2 separate regions of the Anas platyrhynchos genome follow, and region 2 is linked to region 1. A link is a contact called in public Hi-C data. All regions are on one chromosome and are shown on one strand. The core of a region is the stretch at or near the end of the contact, and the rest is flanking DNA. Distances in the headings are between cores, read along the strand shown.

The links. A called contact is a pair of places that touch in the nucleus more often than the background predicts.
Region 2: a contact with region 1 is called in a Hi-C map of skeletal muscle, with 2.0 times the contacts expected there. The contact joins two enhancer-like sites. A contact is called at or near these places in 4 of 8 Hi-C or Micro-C datasets (F1 follicle, liver, skeletal muscle and 1 more).

What each region holds. Positions count from the first base shown.
Region 1 is chr2:30,666,597-30,669,227 of IASCAAS_PekinDuck_T2T, reverse strand. No RefSeq gene overlaps it. Among named protein-coding and RNA genes, the nearest start is that of ZC2HC1A, 18 kb to the right of the region's middle. Within about 2 kb of position 1,342, at least 2 of the 8 cell types and tissues checked have an H3K27ac peak or open chromatin away from gene starts, as enhancers often do.
Region 2 is chr2:30,742,111-30,744,741 of IASCAAS_PekinDuck_T2T, reverse strand. The region is part of intron 2 of LOC106015875 (a long non-coding RNA gene); the gene reads right to left. Among named protein-coding and RNA genes, the nearest start is that of PKIA, 21 kb to the right of the region's middle. Within about 2 kb of position 1,286, at least 1 of the 8 cell types and tissues checked has an H3K27ac peak or open chromatin away from gene starts, as enhancers often do.

The DNA.
Region 1 (2,631 bases), core at 93-2,592:
GTATAATTGTGTATAATCTATTACTTTTTTACCAATCCATTTTTTATATATGAGTAAAGTGATCTTTTTCTCTGGCTATTTACCAGATATGGACATTTCTCTCTGCTTTTTCCAAGACCTTCATATAGACACTTTCCTCTCTTCTTGGTATGGTTTACAGAACCCTGTAACAACAGGAGACATCAGAATGGTTTGTTGTGCTGTAAATTGACTTGTATTGTCAATAACTTCTTTTGTCATTACTTCTATTTTTGTCATTGTGCCACCTATATATCTGTCCACGATATGATCCCCACAAAAAATGAGTAAATATTTTTTTCCTCAATGACATTGATTTTCTGTGTTTTGTTCTGCTCTTCTTTTCTCTACCAAATCATGCATTAGCGAGTTGAACACCAGTAGCCCCACTGCAGACAGCAATTGTTTTATTTTTAACATATTATGTTCAATACCCACCATGTGAGTTTGTACTTGTCATGGTGGATAACTTGGCCACAACCATTTTTATGGGCAGAGAAAACTGAAAGAGTATTTCTAACAAGAATGATTTTACCACAAGCTAGGATTCAGTCTTTAGTTTGTTCTATTCTGCATTCTTAGTTTCAAGACTCTTTGAAACCTCTGCTTATACGGTATTCTTTGTTTGCTAGATCATGATGTTCCTGTTCCTGTTGATATTCCCAGAGCAATCTAGCACATTGTGATAAAGTATTTTCCTTTTTTTCTTTTTTCTTTTTCTTTTTTTAAACCAGTGCACCTGAAAACTTTACCTGAAAACTGCAGATCTTTTGCGAACATCTTCTTTGATGAAGAGATGAAGAATTACAAAAGAAACTGTATGATTTCTCTATAAATCCTTTAATTTTTCCTTAAATCCTAGAACTCAATGAACTATTGAAATACTTCTATTTTCTATTCTTCCATCTTCAATTACAATTCAAATTGCATTGGAATATATACTCATTCATGCATTTCATTTTACCATATACAGAAAAATACAAAAATATATTTCATTTAAAAGACTTCTGCTAGTCTCAAAGATCTACTGTACAGCTCACTTGAGACTCTAAATGAGAGGAGCACAGTTTGTAGTTTCCTTTCTTGAATACATTGTAGGGAAATTTCAGCCTCTTTACTTTATTTTCCACTTTCTGAAGACTTTGAATACATTGACTTTGAGTCTGAGGTGTCTACTTTTAATACTTCAAAGATTAGCCCACTAGGGCCTCTTTTAGTTTAAAATAAAAATAAATCCTTTTTGAACTTTATCTTCACACAAGGAACACACTCTTTCAGGGAAGTGTCTGCACTGTATCTAACAGATTCAAGGTGAAAATTCAGATTTTGTTATTCTTCTGTTTTGTCTACAGCACAGAGAACACTTAGGAAGAGTTTCAGAAATATCTCAGTGAGGTTTTTTACATTATATGGAGGCTTGCCAACTAAGAACATCAATCTATTCTACTACTCAGCCAGTAGTAACAGGTTTTGCCCACTTAAGAGCTGAATGAGTTCAGAAGAGTGAAAGGCTCCCTTTCCTATTACTTGTTTCTTGAATCTTGTGGTCCATCAACAGCCATCCATCTGTAGCTATCTATCTATATCTATCTATATCTATATCATCTATATCTATATCTATATCTAATCTATATCTATATCTATATCTATATCTATCTATATCATCTCTATCTCTATCTCTATCTCTATCTCTATCTCTATCTCTATCTCTATCTCTATCTCTATCTCTATCTATCTAATCTATTATCTATATAATTAGATATAGATATTAGATGCAAGAAAGATTATTAGATATACCTAGAGATATACTAGCTACATTTATATACATCTTTATCATATATATGTAACTTTATATATAGAGGGATTACAGATATACATTATGTATTGCATATCTTTGTCATCTTTAATGAGTTGAACAGCACAACTTCTCCAACTGGAAAAGTCACTTGACTCACCAGCTAAAATCACATTGTAATTCAGTCATTATTTTTTCAATTTCAGCAAAAAGAAAAGCAGAACACGTTTTTTCATGAGCATTACAATGTTTTACTACTCCAGGCAGGCTGAGATTTCTTTTGTCTTTGTTTAAAAAAATAAACTATTTAATTCAAAGGTGTATGTATGATCATGTGTACTATGGAGACGTAACATCATGTTACCAAGTACATTGCAGTAAAGATAGTACACCTATTTCAGATACATCACAGGAAAGTAAGCAATTTTGTCTTAAAAACTTTTATGCTGTAGTTTGACAGCTTAGGCTTTGAAATCTGTGATTTCTATGAACTAGACTGTCAGGCTGCACCATTAGGAAGTACAAATGTGCTATACATGAAGTAAAGGTGTAGTATATACCCTTGAAGCTTCACACATAAAAAATAACTAAACTAAACTAAACTAAAATAGTCAACCCTTTCTTTCAGTAGTTATCTTTTAGCCATAAGCTGACATAATCATTTTTCCTTACCAGAAAGCTGAAATAAATGTTGGGGGGTGGGAAGGGAGGGAAGAGTTCTCCGCAGAGATTGCTTTTGACTAAGCTCTAAATGCGAGTTCTGAGTATGAGCCTACTGAGATAAGAACTGCCTCCTAAAATCTTCGTTCTTCCAGAAA
Region 2 (2,631 bases), core at 37-2,536, 76 kb before region 1:
GCAAAACTGATACATTAGCATTCATAGTTTTAAAGCATTCTTCCCTCTCCAGGATATTTCAAGAAATATTGTGTGAATTTTTTAGATTGTTAGCTAATGTAAGCCTACACTATCTTAAGATGGAATCCAATAATTCTGAATTGGAGGTATGCATTGTCTAACATTAAGCAAACTTGGGCAAATTATGAATTGCTTAAAGAGAAGTAGTTTACACTATCTAAAGAAGACCAAATGCTTCTTTTGGAAAGTCAATGAAAACAGAAATTTCAGAAAGAAAAATAATATTTGCATTACTAATAAGTCTAATAATTCAATAATTAAGAACTTCATACAAAATATGAACAAAAGAATAAATAAATGATTGCATTCATTATGCTGAAGTGGGAGGAAAATTATAGGCCATTATATACTGCAAGAGACATCAATTCTTAGGATTAAAATGTACTTCAGTGAAGAGCTCATGTTTTTTGGATAAAAGCAGAGCTCTGAACAAATGCAAAAATCCATTTTTCTCAAAGTTAAAAAAAAAAACACTCTCTTTTACTTTTAAATATAACAATACTCATTATATTTAAAGCTGTTTGCCCTGCACAGTGGAATTTACACTATTCAGAACACATAGCCTTGCTGTGATATGTCATCCATTTATTTAATCCAGATTAAGGGAAGCGGTGACAGAGGTGGTCGGGGGGAACCACTGTACTATGGCAAGTGTAATCAGCAGTGACAGAAAACAGAGTTTTGAAAGAGTGATCAAGAGCTGGATTTTCTATATATAAAAGTTAAACTTGCAAGTCTACCAGTATCTCAGGCTTCGTATTAGTTATTTTTATTTTACCTTAACTAACAGAAAACTTTGAACAAAATCCATATAAATTACTTTGGCTCTTGTGAACGATGAATCTGGATATAGCCAGATGTTATAGCCTTCAATTTTGCCTCCAAAGAAGGACACCTCTTGTGAACTTGCCCCAACTCTCAATACAAAAGAATGCTCTTAGTCATGAAAACTACCTTGTTCTCTCTATATACCCAAGACCTTCACTGGTGCTAAATAACAATCACCAGATATTGCTATACAATGATCACTGCAATATCTTTGAGCTCTGAGTCCTGCTGCCAACTGCTCACAAGATGAGCTCCGAGCAGGAACATTTCTTTGATACTTCACATGCACAGTGGTACAATGCTTTCCACAGAAGTTTCTTCAGTCAATCTTTGCCTGCCCTGATGATTCAGACTTGTAAAATCTCTGGGCAAGAAAGTAGCCCATTCAATAGTGAGTTGGCTATTGAACACTCATCATGACCAAGACATAGCTTTGGTGCTGTTCTGCAACCGCATACAGTGCCTAATTTGGCTGGGAAAAAAAAAAAAAAAAAAAAGAAAGCTGGTCTTTTCCCAGACAGCAGCGCCCATGCTTAGTTCAGGGACAGTACCAGTTCAACTGGCAGACTGGCTGGCACTATCCTGCTTGGGCAAGAAGTGGAGGAAGAATTCAGCCATACAGAGCAGTGTGCAGTGAACAAGCCCCAACTCGATTCTATTACTACTGCAGGTGTAACCAACCAGATTATTTCAGTGTTGCTGTATTTCTTTCTCTTACTTTTTCCAACTCGTTAGAAAAGAAAAATGATGAAAATTATAAACCAACCTGCAGCTGGTACATAACAGCTTTTATGTGTCTCAGCACAAAAGACTGTAATTGAAAATCTTATCATCTTAATTTTATTTATTCCACAAACATATATAAAGTGTTGTTCACATGCTAATGATATTTGCCTTATTTCAGTGTTATATTACTACAGAATAGATTTAGTGCAATTTTGACTTAGCCATATCTTACTTCCTAATTGATGCTTGTGCAAGGTGTTCTATTGGTATGAGAAAAATACAAATGAACTGAATTCCAAAGCTTTATTTTTTATTGATAAAAGTGAGAAGCCCATGAAGACTAACATTTGCCTAACGTATTTCTGTGCTGTTCACCCATCAGCAAACAAGCAAAGCCCACAAAACAGTTTATGCCAATTTCAAATACAAGTGTATTTAATGATGAATAATGATGACTGACTGATAAGAGGAATATGAAGCAAAAATAAATATTAAAAAATAGTTTATTAAATGGACTGCCCTCTATTGAAGCATTATTTTCTGATTCTGCTTAGATGCTCTTATTTTGCTAGATCCTTCAACGTAATTATTTATTCCCATGTTTCTACCTAATTTGTGCTGCTCTGCAGTCATTACAAGCCAGAGCCTGAGAGCTGCTTCACTTATCCACATCCTAAGTGATGAGCTTTACTTAACATAAGCTTTAGCAAAACAGAACACCTACTTTAAATTGGCTTATGACACAGATAATTAAATTATGGTTCCACCCTGTTTTCCTTACCTGCTTATTCAAATTCATGCAACTAATCAAAACAAATAATAAATGTTTACATATTTATTACTAGTTGAACTAGCAGATGCTGTATAGTGTATAGTGTACATATATATACACATAAAAACACATACACATATATATATAGTGTGTAGATACTATAATAGAGTAAATCAGCCTAAGGAAACCTAGTCCTTTAATAAAAATCAACCACACAGCTTTAAAAGATGTCCTCTTTTTTGCTG